2 separate regions of the Macaca mulatta genome follow, and region 2 is linked to region 1. Evidence: chromatin contacts called from public Hi-C data. All regions are on one chromosome and are shown on one strand. The core of a region is the stretch at or near the end of the contact, and the rest is flanking DNA. Distances in the headings are between cores, read along the strand shown. Region 1 holds the start of LOC100423625. Region 2 holds the start of MRPS25 (mitochondrial ribosomal protein S25).

What was found. Hi-C and Micro-C count contacts between places; a contact is called where the count stands out from the background.
Region 2: a Hi-C map of cortical neurons shows a contact between it and region 1, with 4 times the contacts expected there. The contact joins the promoter of MRPS25 here to the promoter of LOC100423625 in region 1.

What each region holds. Positions count from the first base shown.
Region 1 is chr2:153,754,117-153,757,507 of T2T-MMU8v2.0, forward strand. LOC100423625 reads right to left here and starts at 1,869. Exons shown (of 4, transcript XM_077994120.1): 1 at 1,564-1,869; 2 at 1,309-1,490; 3 at 242-1,246. The coding sequence starts at 1,869. The coding sequence ends at 730. It overlaps NR2C2 (nuclear receptor subfamily 2 group C member 2), which reads left to right and starts at 713. Exons shown (of 16, transcript XM_077993641.1): 1 at 713-1,036.
Region 2 is chr2:153,869,560-153,872,950 of T2T-MMU8v2.0, forward strand. MRPS25 (mitochondrial ribosomal protein S25) reads right to left here and starts at 1,518. Exons shown (of 4, transcript NM_001257670.1): 1 at 1,358-1,518. The coding sequence starts at 1,491.

The DNA.
Region 1 (3,391 bases), core at 619-3,118:
GATGCTGCTAAAAGCTGCTTTACACATCCCTACCTATTACCATTCACTACTTCCAAATCTTGAGGAGGGGCATGGACTTACACAAGATCTGGACCGTATATTTACTAAGAAACCAAAAATTACAGGTTCTGGGACGTTTCAACACTTCACCTGAGATGGCCAGAGCGGGCGCATCTTTAGACCTTTAAAAGCTAAATTAAAAACTCTGTACCGAAGAAGGGCCGAAGAGCTCAATACCCACCCAATATAACCCCCACTTCCGACCTACAGACGCTCTGCTGAGCGGCTGCGGGAATCCGTCGCGCCAGTCAGGGCCCGGCTTCTTCCATCAACAGACACTTTGCGAGCCTTCCAGAAGCCTCGGCTAAGCGGGAGGCCAGTGTGGAGGCCGCCACTGCGAGGACGGTCCCCATCCAGCCGCGAGAAGCTCGCAGTTACCCGGAGAGGCGGGCCTGCTTCCGGGTAACCGTGCGCGACGTCCACGAGTTTTTAGGACGACCAGCCCTTCAGCCTCTAGGCCCCGACGCCTGCGCCATTTAAGCCACACATCCGCCCGCCGGCCGCAGTCACCGCTGCCCGGGGCCCCGCAGCCCACGGGCCGGATGGACCGAGCGCCGGCCGCGGCGTTCCGGTGCGCGCGCGCGCCTCAGCCAATCGCGTGCTCGCCCGCCCCCCGCCGCCGCGGCGAGGCTGGCGCTGGGAAGAGGAAGAAGAACATTCGCCCTCCTCCTACCAGCGCGCGGGCGGCGGCGGCGGCGGCACCGGGGTCACGAACTCTGACCTTTCACTGACAAAAACAATAACAAACCCCCCCTTCTCCGCGACCCCGGCGGCGCCCCCGGGCCCGTCCCCGCCACCCCGCTCCCACCTCGACGTCTCGTCTCTCGCCCGCTGCTCCGTGAGCCCGCGGCCGCCGGGCTCCCGCCATCCGCCGACGCCGGGAGCCCGGGCTCCCCTCGCCCTGCCCTCCGCGCCGGGGGCCGCCCGCCGCAGACACGGGACCCGCTTCGAGGCCGCTTTGGCGCCAAATCCTGAGGTAAAATTGAAGGAGGGTCGGGCGGGCGCGGGGCGACGGCGGAGGGGGCGGGCCTGGCGCGCGGACATGGAGGCGCCGCGGCGGCGGCTGAACCTGACCCTTTTACCTTTGCCACGGGGTGGCGGCGGCGGCGCCCGGCGCTTTGCATAGTGGGCCGGGCCGCTCCCTTCTCCTCCCCGCCCGCGGCCGGGCGAAGCGAGCGGGTTCCCCCTGACCGGCCCGGCCGGCGCAAGGGTGGGGGCGGAGGGGGAATGGCCGCGGCCCCGCCTCACAGTTGGCCCTCCGCCAGCGCCGCCATTTTGTTCTCGACGGAGATGGCTCCGGCTGGGCGGGCTCCCTTCCTCCTTATTCTCCTCCTCCCTCCTGCAGTCCCTTCTTCCCTCTCTCCCGGGCTTTTCACCCCTCCGCTTCTAGTCCGCTTTTGGCGGCCGCCTGAGCCCAACCGCCGTTTTTTCTGAAGGGGAGGGTAAAGGAAAAGGAGGAAGGCGGGTGCGAGGCGCGACCTTGTGAGCGACTGATGGGCTGACCAATTGGCGCCCGGATAGGAGGGTCGGGCCCTGTGGCACCGCCCCCCTGATCTTTGCTGACTGGCTAAGGCGGAAGAGGGCGGTCCTTGTGGGGCGCGGGAGCCCTGGCGGGGCGGGAGTAGAGGCCAGGGCGCGGAGTGGGGCCGGGTCGGCGGGGGCGGGGCCGGGGGCGGGGCGCGAGGGGCGCGGCCGGGTGGAGAGGCCGGCACCCGCCGGCCCTGGGTCTGGAGGTGGGCGGCTTCCCTCCGCCTGGAACGCGTCCAGAATGAGTACAGAAGAACAATAGTAATAAAGGTGATGAAGCATTTCGAGTCCACGATGCGGTCTCATGGGAAGAGGTTTTCGGAACCAGGACACCTTTCAGGGCTCCTGCTCGTCATTTCGGCGCGGCCTTGGCGCATCCCGTAATGAAGCTCAATGTTATCTACTGTAAATGGGTAGCATGGGCGTTCTTGCCAGGCCGGACCTCCCTTCTGAGCATTGTTTGTGGGGCTGTTCTCAGAAAATGGAGTCAACGCTACTTTGCGAGCCTCAGAGTCACTTGGAAATGGTGTTATTGTTAAAAATGGGTTTACAGCCACCAAGGGAGGCAAGCTTAAGGGTATTTAGGGTTTGAGAGAGCACAATTCGGGGGTGATTCTCTTCTCATTCGTTCACTGAATACATGTTGATTTAGTTTTTAAGGCATTGAGGGTACATCTGGAGAACCAGCTGTACAAGACTCCTGCCCTTACTAGAGTTGGGGGCTGGGAGGTGAATAGACAAAGAAATAATTCCAGAGAGTCATAAGTTCTGTGAAAGAAAAGAAGCCAAATGACCTGCTGAAGAAGACCTGAGGCATTAATTTAGATGGAATGGTCAGGGTGGCCTCTCTGAGCAAGTGATGTTTGAACAGAGGAACCCGAGGAAGGAATGGCATTCCAGACAGGACAGCCCATGTAACGGCCCTGGAGGAAGATCATTTGATGTGACGAGAACTGGCTGCTTGTGGCTGGAGAGTTGGTTGAAACTAGTAATTGTCCATTATCCCACTCTGTCTCCAGGCCAAAGGCTGTGAAATAATAGCAACGGTAGTGAGAAACAAATCTTCAATATAATAATAAGAAAGTCGATAAAGATACAGCCTTCATGTGATTTGCTGATGAATACAAGACTTGGGAGGAGGGCCTCAGAAACTCACTTTACTTCCAGATTCAAATCCTTCGTCAGCCTCTTATATATATTTTCAATTCATCAGTATTTCCTGAGTGCTACGAATACTCCAGGCACTATGTGCTAGGCTGGGAATACAAAAATGACTAAGACACTGGTCCTCAAACGTGAATATGATTGATTGATTGATTGAGACCAGAGTCTCACTCTGTCGCCCAGGCTGGAGTTGAATATAATTCTCTGTGTGTGAGTTCTCTCTCTCTCTCGAGATAGAGATATGTATACACATACATACACAGACATAAAATGTTTTAGTGTTGTGGTTAGCAACTCCCAACTTTTAGTAGCAGTGTGATTTTGCTAGGAAAGCTACCTTTCCTAGCCTCACTGTCCTCATCTGGACAATAATAGAACCTTCCTTCTAGAACTGAAGATTAAATGAGTTAATGTAAATAATAGAGCTTAGAAAAGTGCCTGACGTGTAGTAAATACTGTGTAAATAGAGTTATTGTCATTATGAACTACTGGTATAGACATTGCACTAAGTGATATAAACAATGAAATTTTTATGCAGTGTGGTGTAGGAGCAAAAGCAATAGATTCGAACACCTAGATAATAGTTTTGGCTCTATGCTTTCAGCTAGTTACATGGCATCCAGGACAAAAGTTTAGAAAA
Region 2 (3,391 bases), core at 268-2,767, 120 kb after region 1:
CCAGAGATTTACATAAAAATCTGGATTTCAGCTTCTTGACAAATCAGAAATTCTCCACGGAGCCCACAGTGCCAAACAGTGAAGGGCCCTCCGGGTAGGGCAAGTGCTCTCCAGCTCGCTGCGGGCCGCATCGAGACCCCCACCCCTTCCCATTATCTGCCTGGCAGTTGCCCTGGGACAGAGGTGTGCACAGTCGTGCAGTAGGTTATGAAGGAGTGTCTGGGTGCCCATTCACCCTAAGACCAAGACCAAGTCTTCCAGGAAGCCATCAAGCCAGCTGATTCCAGGCAAGCAGGTCCAAGTTCTCAGATTCACCTGCGCAGAGCAAATGGCTAGGAAGTGGCTTCCGGCTCTCCTGAAGGGCCATGCAGTGAAGGTCCGTCACCAAGGGGACCATGCCCCACAGGGAGTGCTCCACGCCTCATTTTGATCCAACATACACCCAGTCCCAAAGTTTCTGCGGGCTAAGGCCGTCTCCTCCATCACTGCTGAACTCCCAGCACACAGCACACAGCCTAGCACTCAGAGGGTACTCAATAAATGTAGACTTCATACCTGCAGAGCCTAAGGCACGCGGCCTCAGGGTCAATCCAAACCTTTCACTTGCCAACTGCCATTCAATGAGTCCCTGCTCTGTTCCAAGCTGAAAGACATCCTAGGCGTCCCCTATAGTTCCCTCTAGTCGGGGTAGGGCCTGCTGCTGCACAGCTGACATAATTAATTACTTCCAAACCTTGAGTCCCGAAGGAAGCGCTTTCACTTACTCCTGGCCACACAGCCCGGCTCACCGCTCACTGGCTGCCATGGTGTCTCGGGGAGCCGCAAGTTATTTAACCTCTCTGTGCACTTCCCCAGCCTTAGAGTGGCGGTAAGCTGGGGTTTCTGTAGGCATCAGAAGAGAGAAAGCGCGAGAAGCATTCAGAACTGTGCGAGACATGATCAGTGTTCGCAGCTGTTATTTCTCTCATTTTATTCTCAGATTCGTCCTGGGGCAGGGGTGTCATTCCCGTCACCCCGAAAGGATCTGCGGCTGCCCCTCCCCAGCGCTTGCCTTGCTGGCCACAGGGGCCAAGGGAAACGGTGGCCTCCGCCAGGTCAGCCTCGCCCACCGCGCCGGAGGAAGGAGATCTAGGAGGGGGGTTCTTGTCCTCCGCCCCGCAAACCTCGTCACGACTGCAGCCGGCCTGGCGGGGGCCCCGCCGTCCGCCTCAGTCTCGACCTCTGTAAAATGGGGGTAACAGCGCCGACCTGGGGGGCCCGCCCCGGGGCTGAGCGGGCGCCCAGCGCGACTAGGGACCTCACGTTACCAGCAGGCTGGCACGAGTAACAGGTTACGGCTGCCGGGGCTGCGACTGACCTGGCGCCCTCGCCCAGCTCCCCGTGCGTGTTGTAATTCACTGTCATGACCTTCACGGACTCCTTGAACACCACGTTTCCCTGGCTCAGATATTGCAGGGTGCGGCGGATGGGGAAGCGGCCTTTCATGGGCATGGCGGCGACGGTGGCGGGGCCGACCCCACTGCGCGCGCCGAACAGCGACGAGAAGGACTAGCTAGCAACCGGCGCGGATCTCACGCCGCTTCTCCCCAGAGCCAGGTTCCACCTCCCGCGCAGACGCACAGGAGACGCTTCCCGGAGGGCAGTGCACGCCGCGGAGCACCCTGGGACTCGTAGGCGGCCTTCGACCTGGCCCGGCGAGAGCCGGCGTGTGCATCTTCGCTTTAGGACTCCTTCCGCTTGGAAGATTTAGGTTTTCGCGTCCTGTAAGTTAGTAATTTCCCCATCCACTAACGGGAAAATATTTTTACATAGGCTAAATGTCAGACATTGCAATAAGAAATAATCAGGAAAACTGAGTTTGGATATCAAATCAGCTGATAACATTCTATTGAACCTAAAGTCCATTTTTCTCCCTGAACATCTCCAGCTTTAACATGAAGAGTTCAAACTGCACTTTCTGACATTGACTTAAACTTCTTAGCAAAAGAAAAAAAAATGGTTTGGGATCAATTGCTTCCTAAGTTCAGCCACTTAACAACTCAGGACCTCAATTTTCTTACAAACAAACTATGGGTGACATGCATTTCTAGGGCCAGGCGCGGTGGCTCCTGCCTGTAAACCCAGCCTTTGGGGAGGCCGAGGCGGGAAGAGTGCTTGAGGTCAGGAATTCGAGACTAGCCTGCCCAATACGGCGAAACCCCATGTCTACCGAAAATACAAAAAAAAGCCGGGTGTAGTGGCAGCGCCTGTGGTCCCAGCTACTCAGAAGGCTGAGGTGGGAGGATCGCTTGAACCCGGGAAGCGGGGATTGCAGTGAACCAAGATCGCGCCACTGCACTCTAGCCTGGGTGACAGAGCAAGACTCCGTCTCAAAAAAAAAAAAAAAGTGCATTTCTGAAGTACTCTTGATCTGAAAGTTATTTCTCCTTCTCTTTTGAAGAGTAATTTTGCCAGATTTAGAATTCTAGGTTAGTGTTTTTCCTTTCCCTCCCTCCCTTCCTTCCTGGCTGGAGTGCAATGGTGCTATCTTGGCTCACTGCAACCTCCGCCTCCTAGGTTCAAGCGATTCTCCTGCCTCAGCCTCCTGAGTAGCTGGAATTACAGGCATGCGCCACTACACCCAGCTAATTTTATATTTTCAGTAGAGACGGGGTTTCTCCATGTTGGTCAGGCTGGTCTCGAACTCCTGTCCTCAGATGATTCGCCCGTCTCAGCTTCCCAAAGTGCTGGGATTACTGGCGTGAGCCACCGTGCCCAATCCTGGTGTTTTTCTTTCAACAATTTAAATACTTCACTCCACTCTTTTTTTGCTTGCATGGTTTCAAACAAGTAATTAGCTGTAATTATGTTTATTGGTATGATGGCTTTTTCCTTTAGCTTCTTCTTTCACAATTTTCTCTTGGTGTTTGGTTTACCGGGTTAGAATAAGGTAATGCAGAGCTGTAGATGTTTTGTATTTGTCCTGCTTGGAGTTCTCTGAGCTTCCTGGATCTGTGATTTCGTGTCTCATTAATTTTGTAAAGTTCTTAGCCATTTATTGCTTCAGGTATTTTTTCTTCACTCTTTTCTCTTTCTAGTATTCAACTTAAATGCATTTTATGTCTTCTGAAATTGCCTCATAGTTCTTGAATGTTCTGGCAGGGGGATGAGGGTTCTCTTTGCAGTTTACTGGAGAAGTTTCTGTTGACCTATCTTCAAATTCATTGAATCTTTGGCTGTGGACAGCCTACTGATAAGCCCATTAAGGCATTTTTCATTTAAGGTTTTAACTTCTAGCACTTCCTTTTGATTCTTAGGGTGTTTGTTTGTTTGTTTGTTTTGAGACAAAGTCTCACTCTGTTGCCCAGGCTGGAGTGCAATGGCGCAATCTCTGCTCACTGCAACCTCTACC